Regions from separate parts of the Mus musculus genome. Here region 1 is linked to region 2. Evidence: chromatin contacts called from public HiChIP or PLAC-seq data. All regions are on one chromosome and are shown on one strand. The core of a region is the stretch at or near the end of the contact, and the rest is flanking DNA. Distances in the headings are between cores, read along the strand shown. Region 1 holds the start of Creld1 (cysteine-rich with EGF-like domains 1). Region 2 has its middle 23 kb from the start of Gm43868.

Region 1 (6,310 bases), core at 364-2,863, 460 kb before region 2:
TCTAACTCCAGTTCCAGGAAATCCAGTGTCCTTTCTGGCCTCCCATTCAGGACATCTAAACTCCTCTCTAGAACCTTCTGCTCACTCTGCTCCAGCCACCTTTGGGAGAAACAGAAGGTCGGCCCCCCTACTGTTCAAACGGACCATCCTGAACACATCCCACCCACCTGTGGTCTACCCACATTCTTGTTCTTCACCTGACAGGTTGTGTGTACTGTTTGTGTCTACTCTACTAAAAAAGCAAGTTTCTCGAAGATGGGGCTTGGTTTCCTTATCTGCTGTACTGTAAATGTTCAGGATCTGGGGAGCGAAATGCTTCCGCAGAGAATCTATCCAACATCATCAACAGAAACCCAGAGTTGGGGTAGATACCCTGCCCCCACCTTCTTACCTGTCTTTGTATTTGGACAACTTCTCTTCCTCCCAGGCCGTGTTTCCACCCCCGAAGTTGTCCCGGATGGTTCTCTCCAGGCCCTGCATATGGAAGAAATTAGGAATATCTAAGTACAGAGCTAGACACATTCATTTGGATTTTTTATTAGTTTGTTTTTTGTTTTGTTGTTGTTTCTGAAACAAGGTTTCTCTGCATAGTCCTGGCTGTCCTGGAACTTGGTCTGTAGACCAGGATGCCCTGGAACTCAGAGATCCACCTGCCTCTGCCTCCCCAGTGCTGGGACTAAAGGAATGTGCCGGCACTCCCGGCCTAACATTCTAACATTTCATTATTTTATGTTATTGACCAGAAAACTGAGGCACTGTGACACACCTTACCCAAATGCCATACAGTTAAAGCCAGCAACCCACACTGGGACTAGACACCATGCAGATTTGCAGAGAGAGCTCCCTGCTCTCCAATAATGGGCCCCTCCCTCGTGGCTATTAGTGCACCCACCTTGTTGAAGTTGTCCACCAGTGCCCGGCAGGTATGACACGGATGGGGCTCAGCTCGGGGAGAAGGATGGGGAGGAGGAGAGGGTTGGAGCCAGACAGGTCCTGGGAGGCTCAGAAACAGGCTCAAGCACCAGAGCAGAGATGGGACCAGGCCCCTTGGGGGCAGTGGAGCCATCTTTTCCCAGGCTGGGGACGTGCAGATAGAGGGCAGGGGGAGGGTTCACTGGAGAAGCCAGGCTGTAAGGGAGGAAAGCGAGGCGCCTTGGGGCTCAGAGCCCCAGACCTACGTAATTACAAAACGAGGATAAACTGGGGTAGTGGAAGCAGAGGCGCTGGAAGGGGTGAAAGAGCCTAATCTACGATTCCAGCAGAGAAATTATTTCTCCGTTACCGTAGGGGGAGGTGGCCGGGATCGCGGGCAAAAGAATAAGCGTCAGCCCATTGTTTTAGGGTCTCAGTGAGTTATTAGGGGCCAAAATTAGAGAGAGGGTTGGATCCCAAAATATTCCGAGAGAAAGGCGGATGGGCGGTCCTGGAGGAGGAGCCCGGATCCGGATATGAAGAGAAGGGGTCAAGTTCAGAGCCTCTTTGGGAGATGGAGGCACAGCCTGAAACAGGACTGGGAGGATCCAAACCCTGCTAGACCTTAGAGGAGGAGGGAAAAAAAAAAAAAAAAAGTCCCCGCCTCCGCCCCGGGCGCTGTGGGCCGAGTCGCCTCAAAGCCACCGCCTCCGTAAAAAGTACACCCTTCTTCAACGCCGCAGTCCGGAGGGCGGGGCCTTCTCCCAGCCAATTATGGAAAGCCATGTGCCATGGCGTCACCCTACACTAGCCAACCAGAAGCGGCTCCGGGCTGCACCTGTCCGGGCTTTAAAGGGCAGCGGGGTTAAAGGCTCTGTTAGCGGGTCCTCGGAACAGATACACGAGTGCTACTTGGTTAGGAATACTGTATCGGCTTTTATTCTAGTGTAGTGCAGGGTCCCAGGTCCCATTCCTCGCAGCAGCCTGGGGCTTCCGAGCTAGAAGTACAGCTGTCCAGGGCGGACCGCAGCGCCTGGGTCACTCGTTCCACCCGGTCCGCGGGTCGCCCCGCGGAAGTGGAGCAGCCTCCCTGCAGTGCATCCAGGAAAGCCGGCAGCTGCGAGGGCAGGGAGAAGAGCGGGGCGACGCGGAACGGGGAGGGCACAGAGTCTGGGTGCAGCAGCCCGTCGAAGTAGACCCCGACGTAGCGGCCGGTCGCCCGGCCTTGCAGGAAATCGGGTAGCACGCAGCTGAGCCAGGCGGCGAGGGCGTCATGCGGCCCGGGCTCCACTGTCTGGAGCTGCAGCCACTGCTGACACTGCGCCACGGCCGCGGGCGAGAAGAGAAGGATTACCACGCCACCCTCCTGCAGGATACGGCGTCGCTGGTGGTGGAACCAGGCTAGGGCTCCGTGCGCGCTCAGCTCGCGGCGGCTCCACAGGTCCACGGCCACGCGCAGTGGCATCTGGCTCAACGCGGACGCCAGTGCTCCCACCAGACGCTCGTAGCCCGCTCCGTCGGCGGAGTGGAGGAGCAAGGCCGTGCGGGAGCCACGGGCCGCTACAGGGATAGTGGAGCCTGTGAGGGTGAGCCCGGACCTGCCTTCCCTCCACCCAATTGAGCCCCAGCGCCACTGTTTGAGACTGTCCTTGGGAAACCAGGACAGGAAAGCACTCACCTTTCCTGCGGTCCTTTTTTAGAAGGAGGAAGAAGAAAAGCGCCGCAGCCAAGAGTAGGCAGGCCAGCCATACTAGGACCCAGCGCCTGTGGATGTCTGGAATAGACAGGGGAAAATAATGGGCTAGTAAGAAACCTTTATCTTTTACTCCACCTTATCGGAGGAGAAAAAAAATGAGTCTATATACATGAAGTGATCTGCCCCAAAGTCGCATTTGTCAGAGCCCACGCACTGAAAAAGCTCCATGTGTCTCTGTGACCTGCCTCCGTTTCCATGCCTGTAAATATGGACAACAGCATCAAGTGCATTCAGATTGCAGCTGATATTGCCCCTGAAGCCTAGGGTTACAGGCCCTTAATTTTGCTGTCTTGCATGATTGCAATAGCCCCTATCTTTCCGCTTACAGTCCATTCACTCTATGGGGAACCACCAAGATCTGTTTAAAATAGGTTTATTCTAGCCCTTGAGGGAGCTGGTGTTGCTGGGGACATAAAATCCTACACCCTATTGGGCCTCCCATCTTCTTCCCAAGACCCTCTAACCACACTGACAGCTTTGGAAACTCTCAAAAATGTACTTCACAGTCTTAAAACTGCAGCTTGACTCCTCTCAACTAGCAGAGGCTTCCCGGTGTGTCTAGGACCTTTCCCCTGAACCCTTCATCCACCTAAACCAGGTCCTGGCTGCGCTCATTCACTGCACTGAACCCATAACTATTACTGTAAGATCGCAAACAGTCAACAGCTCATACTGGCCCTGTCCTTTTAGATTTCTGTTGCTGTGGGCAGGCTATGTCTTTTTAGTGATTCTGGGATCCCTAAAAGTGTGTTTTTATCCCTGTCCCTCCTCCAACCCCACCCTTGAGGGGCACACATGCCATAGAGCTTGTGTGAAGGTCAGAGGACAACTCAAGAGAGTCCATTCATGTTGGTCTCAGGGAACTCAGGTTTTTTTTCAGATTTGGTGGCAAATGTCTTTACCAGCTGAGCCATCTTTCTCCCTCTCTGTGGTTTTTGACTGGTTGAAAGGAATGCTGCTGTGACTTATTTGAGCCTGGCGAAGCATCACATGTTGCCTCAGCACTGAGGTCCCTGTCAGAGTCAGCTGCTGGCACACAAGAAGAACAGTTCCCCTCGTACTCACACTTGTCCATGGGGCAGGCCCATAGCGATCCCATGTTGTCATCGTTCCACAGCTGTAAGACACAACCACAGTCCCTGGCTTGGTGTTCAACGGCGAATCATTTCTGGCCAGCTTATTCACATTCCTAGCCTCAGCGATGCATACTTCCTTGCCCAGGGCAGGCCCCAGTGGATACCTCTGCTTTTGCTCAAACTGTGCCCAAGCTGACCTCTGTGCCAAATGGGGCCTTGCCAGATTCTTCCTCAAAGCTCTTTCTAGAACCTAGCACTGACTGGGGGTGTGTATCATTTAACTGGGCTCTAGTCAGAGTGAGCACCTGTGGGACAGGCATGATATCGCCTACCCTTTACCTACCTAGGCTAGTCAGAGAGCAAGCAGACACACGCAGGCACCAGGGCAAGTTCTGTCACCAACTCACCTGCATACACTGGTGTGATCGGAAGTCTTGCAGCAACTCCTCTCCCAGGCGAGCAGCTCTCTGCCAAGGCAAAGGAGTGGGAGGGGCTGTCACCCGGGGCAGCATGTAAGGTGCTGCAGTAGAGCAGGGCTGTTTGTCAAGAGGAGCTAAGAGACTTACAAAGCCACTGAGAAGGAATGTGTGTGCGTACACACAAGCAAGGGCACGCGAATACGTCGCCCCCCCAACCCCCCCCCCCCCCGCACTGTATTCCCAGAAGCAGTACTGGCCCTGGCAGAGAATGATAGAGTAAAGTAAGGTGGGATACAGTGACTGAGAAGAGAAGTAAGAATATGAGGCCGTGCATGAGATGCGTCTGGAAGCATCTAGCGACGGTTCCTTCGTCCTCACCGTGGAGGCCATGCTGGGCAGTGGTGTACAGCCACTGGGTTCCAAGGCACAGACTGATGTGTTGTTGAGGCCGGTTTTCATCTCCACTAACAGCATATCATCCTTGAAGGGCCCCAAGGAGTCTGGGAGGAGGGAGAGGCCACTCTAGTAAGACCCACTTGGGCTTTGCCTTCCTCCCATCCCCCGACCTTTACCCCCCGGGAGGCAGCTCCTCCAAGGTGCCCCCCATGGCAGTGGCCCTGCCCCACTCACCAGCCCACAAGCACGCTTGCAGCTGAACCTTCTCCCAGGTGCTCACCTGCTTAGAAGGAGCCAGAGTTAGGAGCGCTAGGAAAAGCAAGAGCCAGGGTCAGGAAGTCCAAGAGGGAGGGTGCAGGCAAGAGGAAGACCATCAGGCCGGCTCTGCACTCTGGACCTGAGGTTCGGCAGAGCTGAGTTCAGGCTGCAGGATTAGGAGTCACCCATTTCTCAGACCAGGCTTTGGGAGGGAGGACGCCTGTGCTGACTGAATTTACAACCTTAAGCTCTGTCTGCACTTAAAACATCTCCACATCTGACACCTCAAACAGGAGACTCTCTCCCTCACCTAGTCACCCACTGAGGATCACAGCCTCCGTTCCTTCGCCTCTTCCCATAGCATGTGATTGCACGTTAACATGCGTCCTTAAAGCACACTGTTCGCTTTCCTTGATGAGAAATAGGTTCTGTGAGGACAGGGACATTTGCCAGCTTTGCTCATGGACAGCTCAATCTCAAAGCGACCGGCACATAGTCGATACTCAATATTTGTCTCGAAACAGTATCGTGCTGTAGCCTAGGCTGGCCTGGTACTCACTGACTAGCTCAGACCAGGTGGCCTCAAACCCAGGGGAGCCCACATATCCTCCTGCCTCAGTCTCCCAAGTGCTGGGAATGTAGGCATGAGCCTCTGTGCCCAGTTAAATCTTGAATGAATGCTTTTGTTTTTGAATTTAAAAATGCTCTAATTTTCATTATTAATGTGTCCATGTATGGTGAGTGTGTTTGGGTGCACAGTGCCCAGGAACACGTGTGGGGGCTGTAGCTTGGGAAGGAGAACCGGTGCAGGGCCCCACCCGAAGCCCAATGCTGTCATTACTGTTCTGACCTGGACACAGAGGTTGGGGTGGCCTGCCACCAACTGGAAATCTTGTGGCTCCTGTGGAAAACAGGGAATGAGTGAGGTGAAGGGAAACGCTGGCGTCCCACACACTCTCTCCAACCTTTGACCTCACTTACATTCACAGTGGCGTTCTTCTGGGGCACTGGTGGCACAAGTGGCTGGCAGGGACTCTGGTCTGGTGCCTGCCAGCACAGTGTTACCTTGCCCGGCAGACAGCAAGGCGCATCTAGCTGCCATACCCCTGGGGACAGTACCCGCAGCCTGGCTATGTGCCAGAGGTTCCTGTGTGCACCGGGATCTGCAGCGGAGGGCCAGGGTCAATAAGTCGTCCACCTTCCCATACCCCCTGCCTTAGGAGACTAGCTCACCTTCCCGGAAGGGGCAGAATTCGACCCTCTCAGAGTCTGGCTCTAGCGACCACACCTGGGAAAAGAAAAGAGAGAGCCTACTAGGTGACCTTGACCGGGCCAACCATCCATGATTGCACATCAGACCCTCTGCTGGGTACTAGGAGGGGTTCACTGAGGCAGGTTTCATAAGCGCTCACCGGGCTTCTTACTCTTACAGAGTTCTGGAGAAGGGAATATAGATTTTCTCTGTAAACACTGAAATGTACATCTTCTCTCAA
Region 2 (5,969 bases), core at 59-2,558:
CAGAATTCAGACAGCTGGTGGGGAAGCAGGGCACAGCTCGGATTCAGACAGAGCAGAATGGAGGAGGGGAAAGGCCTTGGACCACTATGGCCATGCACACAGAAGGCACACGGGGAGGACTCACTGAACTGATTGAGAGTGACGCCCTGCATGTCCTTATTAGTCCATTGAGAAGGTGGCAAGGCTTTGTTTTAGTTTATAAAGTCCATCTGAAAGCTGATGGTTTTAGGTACCCAGAGCTTTGAGGTTTCCCGAAGTGAATGTTCTGTTTTTACACGCAACAGGAAGAGTTAATGTTTCTGTCCACAATCAACATGGGCTGCATACATGGAGCCGGAGGCTTCCTTCATTGAAGGGTAGTGCTTCCTACTGCCACAGTACACAGGGATGTATTAGAAAGCTTCTTTGTACAATTCACAAGAGGCCCCGAGACTGGCTTAAAAAGCATGGCCTTTTCAAAAGAGAAGGGATTGTTCTGGTTGAAGGAAAGAGGGTAAAGGTGACTTAGTTTCTGACTCTGTGCTGATGAGTCCTAAGCTGGTGAATCATTTCAATGTCTTACAGACAAAATCTCAGAATTCAGATAACTGCTGCATTTCTTATAGCCCCCTGTCTACTGTGACCCTAAAACTGCACATCAAAAATTGAACATATCTTGTATGTGTGCATGTGTGCAGCTGTGCATGTATGTTGGGGATGTTGGGGTCAAATTCAGGGCCTCCCTCAGATAGGCACATACTCCACCACTAAGCTACACCCCTAGCCTAATATGCCATGCCTTTGTCCCCAAACCAGATTTTCTTTCCTTCCCCACCCCCATCTGTGGCTATTTATTCTTTCATTTCATAGGCTCCAAAGTTTGGGATTTTCTATTATTCTTTTCTCTTTATGAACTATATATTCAAATACTTTTCCATTACATATCTCATCATATTCCTTTTCTCCCCCCTTCCCACTTAAGAACAGCCTCTATCACTTCAGATACGGCTGGGCTCTTTGTATCTAGACTCTTTAATATCACCGTAGACTACCGTCAGATTCCTCTAAAACATCATGCTCCAACCCACGTTCCAAGTCTGTGTTATCTTCTCATGGCTTGGCATAGCATTTCCCAATATGTGCTGTGCAACACTTTAGTTCCGTGGGAAATGAATAGGTGTTAAGTAAAAAACAGATGCTGGGATCAAACGCTAACGCTGAGAAAGTTGTGAGTCACTTCTTTCCCGAGGGATGATTCATAGCTTTGATATGTTAATGTGCCTTATTACACAGCCTTCCTCAAGACTTGTGCTTTCACAGAGGCCTTTTCGGTAGAGAATTTCACTGGCCTAGATCCTCATGCACAGCGTTTGGGAAACCCTGGTCCACCAATCCAAGGCCATACTCCCTGTGATGATTAATTTTATGTGTCAGCTTGACTGGGCCATGGAATGCCTAAATATTTGTTCAGCCGTTATTTGAGGTATGTTTCTAGATATTATTAGCATTGAAACTGGTCTACGTAGTAAATCATATCCTTCTACCTAAACTGAACAAAGAGACTAACAGACGACTTTACTTGCCTGGCTACCTTTGGACTGGGATTTTTTTTTTCTTCTTTTTTTTTTTCTCTCTGAACATCTTTTTTTCTTGGGCCTCCAACTCCCCATACAGATCTTTTATTATTTATCATTATTGTGCGGTTTTTTTTTTTTTTTTGTTTTTTGTTTTTTTTGGTGCAGGTGTGCATGCTACAGCATGCATGTGGAAGTTTGAGGACAGCTGTGTGGAGCGGTTCTCTGCTTCCATCTTTATAAGGATTCTAAGATTATACTCAGGTCATTAGTCTTGCATGCTGAGCCATCTCCCTGGCCCTCACCTTGCAGATCCTGACCCTTGGTGATCATGCAAGCTAATTCTTGTGAGTGTGTATACACACATAGACTGTCTCAGGTTTATGAGAATTAGGCTTGTGATTGTTTGACCTTAAGATGGATTTATCAAGATGTAACTTCCACTGTGCCCTATGGAAGATAACTGGAAATGAGCTGTTGCAAGAATGAATCTCTGGCTGGGATGTAACTCAGGCCTTGAGTAGCCTGTGGGAGGCCTTGAGTTAGATTCACAGCACTGGGGCACGGGGATGGGATGGGGAGTTGGGTGTTTCCTAGCCTTTAAATCTCTCTGTACTTTCCCCCTGGGACATCCCTAGCTTCCTAACTTCCTTGCATTCAACCTTGAACTCAAGGTCCAAGTGAAGTCCAATCACTGCAGCTTAGAGTCAATTGCAGAGCACTTAAGATCTTGCAGGGATTGCAGCACCCAGGGTATGTAAGTCAGATTCTCTGAGAGTGGGGCTCTGGCATTGGTAATCGACTAAGTTCTCCAAGTGTTTCCAGGAGATAAACATAGTTTAGAATCAGCCCAGGTAGTCCTGATGCCTGAACCCCGTCCTCAGTTGTCTATATCAATAGATTTGGGGTGGGGCCCAATAATTTGCATTTCTAACAGTTCTCAGGTGCTGCTGGTCTTGGGGTCTCACCTTGAGAGGCTCTGTTTACAAGGATCAGGGGCCCAGGTCACTCTGTGGACTGAGGAAAACCTGATCTTATGCACATTAAAGGAGTAGCTGAAAGCATTACTCTGCATAGTAGCTACCAATTGGTGGCCAGGCTTGATGGCATGTGCCTTTAACCATTGAGTCAGTTCAAAGCAATGCTTTCTGTTAAAAAGTAATCTTTTAAGATCAGAGATTTAGGGCTGGTGAGATGGCTCAGTGGGTAAGAGCACCCGACTGCTCTTCCGAAGGTCCAGAGTTCAAATCCCAGCAACCACATGGTGGCTCACAACCATCTGTAATGAGATCTGACTCCCTCTTCTGGTGTCTGAAGACAGCTACAGTGTACTTACATATAATAAATAAATAAATCTTTAAAAAAAAAAAAAAAAAAGATCAGAGATTTATTTATACATAGGTCTGGGATTGTAGCTCAGTTGGCAGAGTGTCTGTGTAGCATACTAGAAACCCTAGGTTTTATCCCTAGCCCAGCATAAAATGGATATAGTGGTACACTCCTGGAATACCAGCACTTGGGAAGTAAAGGCAGGAGGTTCAGGAGTTCACAGTCATCCATGGCTACAATGCAAGTAGGAAGTCACCCTTGCCTACAGTGTTTCAGTAATTAATAAACAAACAAATAGATAACACCATAAAAAAAGCCTAGGTTCCAGTAAACCTTCCAAATGAAGGTAGTAATATCAATTAATACAGAAAAACTATCTAAGCAACTAGTAAAATAGTGGAAAGTGAAAGAAAAAATATTGACTCAGGACCTGGTCCAAGACCAAATTCTCAGCACAAAGGAGATTTCTTTGTCCCAGAAGGACAGAAGGCAGGGACTCAGAGACAGACATAGGAGATAGAGGACAAGGGAGAACAGGAAGGAAACAAGGGAGAAGGGGGAGGGATATTTGTCTCCAGGGGACAAAGGGCTGCCTCTGGGTAGAAAGGATACAAACTAGGCAAATAGGAAATTGGCAGTTTATAAAGGTACAAGGAGAAACCCCTTGTTAGGATGAGGTGTTTAACTTTAATTGGGTATGCCAATTAGGTGAGCCAGAGGGGGCTTTTGATTGCTGGACTTCAATACTTCGATAGCTGGACTTTGGTAGTCAGCCTCAGGAGGAGGAAATGGAGAGAGAGAAATAAGGGAATGGACCTTGGGGGCTGGCTTTAGGAATGTGATTTTAGTAAGTTCCCAAGTCAGTTTTAGTAAGGCAGAGGGAATGGGGGGAAAGGGCAAGGTCTGCCAGAGCCGTGCTCTCCATCCTTGGGCTGGCCAGGGTCCCTTCAGAAATAACATACTATTTTGATATCAGCTCTTATGTTGTAGGGTAATTTGTTACACAGCAATAGCTAACTGATAGAATCAGCAGAATCCTTGTGTAACTACAGTTTTTATGGCAAAAGCCCGGGTTCTAGCAGCTTTGGCAGGCTAAGATCAAGTCAGTCATTGGTAATGAGGGGACTTAGCCCAGTACTGTACCAGTACTGTAGCCTGAGGAGTTTTCCCCGTAGAGACCGCCAATAAACAAATTCTTGACTACGTTGAAAAAAGAATTGCAGGATGAGCCAGTGTGAAGCCAAGATAACAAGTTTATTAGATAGAAATGATAAATACGTACTTCAAGTTTAAGAGTGAGAGAAACTTCAAGGCAGTTCACATCCTCAAGAAATAGGTGTGAGCTATGTGTCTTCACAGTGATACTATTTATACAATTTGGTGGTTTTCTAAGTTATTTAAGTTAATTTAAATAACTAAGTTACTGAGTTATTTAAAAGATGTAATTTTAAAAACAATTTCATTTTATTATCCTTACATTATGCGTATAAGTTTGTGTCCATACATACAGGCTCTGTGCCTGTAGATGCTACTGCACAGAGTCCAGAAGAGGTTGTCCGGTTCCCCAGAGCTGGACTTACAGGGGATTTGGAACTGCCAGGTGTGGATGCTGGGATCTGAACTCAGTTTCTTCCTTCAACACCCAGCCATCTCTCAGGCTCTCAGGAGGATGTAGTTTACAATGAGGTTTAAACAGCAAAGTTTGAAAATTAAGTAAAAATATAGAAGCTGACTTAATTATTTTTCTTAAAGAATTTTCCTTAGTAAATGAACTCATAAGGTGTTTTGTGAGGTATCTATTGGAACTTAGGATGAGAGAGGAAGGCTAGAACAGTTAAACTCATGGCCACAAGCATTCAGACCCTAAGCTAACACTTCTGTTTTCACTGTGTTTATTGGGCTTATGAGGAGTGTGGATAACCCTAAAATAGCTTCTTTTGGGTGTGTTGACCCCCAAATAGCTTCTTTAGTGAAATGTCCCATCCTAGCCTGGAAAATGAACTCCCAAAAGCTGTGTAAATGCCTCTCTCTTCAGTTAACTGTGCTTTGTACATACTCTCATTCCTCAGAAGACCACGTGCAGGGCTGGAGGTAGGGGATGGGGAAGGGGCAGACGGTGGCAAGTGTGGTGCGTGACGAAGGTACCTTAGTTGAGAGGCTCTTGCTGGCTGTCAGTCAGTGAGCAGATCAGTCACCAGCCTGGCCTTACCTTGGGAACACTGGATGAAAAATAGTAAAGCCTTTCTTTTGTTTGTTTTCTTTTTTTTTTTAATTAGATTTATTCATTTCATTTTGGATGTGTGTGTGTGTGGCTTGCATGTATGTTAGTGCACCACAGGCATGCTTGCTGCCTACAGAGGTCAGAAAGGGTATCATATCTCTTGGAACTGGAGTGATGCATGGGCATAAAACACCATGTGTGGGGGGGGGGGTGGGGGGGGCCTAGTGAGATGGCTCAGCGGGTAAGAGCACTGACTGCTCCTCTGAAGGTCCTGAGTTCAAATCCCAGCAACTACATGGTGGCTCACAACCACCCATAATGAGATCTAATGCCCTCTTCTGGAATGTACTTATGTATAATAATAAATAAATCTTAAAAAAAAAAAACAACAAACTATAAAAAACAAAACAAGTCCACAAATAAAAAGCATTCTTTATTAAAAAAAAAACAAACACCATGTGGGTACTGGAAATCAGAAATACGTGATCTTAACCACTGAGTCATCTCATCAGCCTCACAAAGCAAATTCTATAACCATTATCCCAGTGACCCTGCTTGTCAGGTCAGGTGGAATTACATTCCCATGGTGCCCATGAAGAGTCTGAGTATCAGAGAGTCAAGAGACATCATAGAGTCACACAGTAACAGAGGGAACAAGTCACTCTCTACTTAGTCTGGGGTTTCCTTCCTTCCATCTGGGCAGCCAACTCTTTTCCTAGGCCAAGAGACTTGATGGCCACCAAACCCAACTCTGCAAACCAGTGAGCTAGCTGTTTTCAAGAACGTCCTTGGGCAGGAGAGATGGCTCAGCAGGTAAAGGTATTTGCTGCATAAGCCTAGCAACCTGAGTTTGTTCCTCCTGACTC

Evidence for each region. HiChIP or PLAC-seq counts read pairs in DNA pulled down with a chosen protein or histone mark.
Region 1: an HNF4G HiChIP or PLAC-seq map of pancreatic cancer cells shows a contact between it and region 2. The contact joins the promoter of Creld1 here to the enhancer-like site in region 2. A contact is called at or near these places in 3 of 39 promoter capture datasets (cranial neural crest, neural stem cells and pre-B cells), 3 of 484 Hi-C or Micro-C datasets (CD4 T cells, the G1E-ER4 cell line and uterus), 2 of 115 datasets of contacts at active chromatin or transcription factors (large pre-B cells and pancreatic cancer cells) and 1 of 9 other capture datasets (pancreatic islet).

Annotation. Positions count from the first base shown.
Region 1 is chr6:113,478,659-113,484,968 of GRCm38.p6, reverse strand. It overlaps Creld1 (cysteine-rich with EGF-like domains 1), which reads right to left and starts at 1,613. Exons shown (of 10, transcript NM_133930.2): 1 at 893-1,613; 2 at 392-474. The coding sequence starts at 1,066. Il17rc (interleukin 17 receptor C) reads right to left here. Exons shown (of 18, transcript NM_178942.1): 10 at 6,051-6,105; 11 at 5,799-5,980; 12 at 5,668-5,718; 13 at 4,794-4,839; 14 at 4,542-4,663; 15 at 4,152-4,211; 16 at 3,734-3,785; 17 at 2,591-2,686; 18 at 1,806-2,472. The coding sequence ends at 1,850.
Region 2 is chr6:113,020,325-113,026,293 of GRCm38.p6, reverse strand. No RefSeq gene overlaps it. Among named protein-coding and RNA genes, the nearest start is that of Gm43868, 23 kb to the left of the region's middle. Within about 2 kb of position 1,308, at least 80 of the 459 cell types and tissues checked have an H3K27ac peak or open chromatin away from gene starts, as enhancers often do. A contact at or near this core is called in neural stem cells and pancreatic cancer cells, where this site is marked.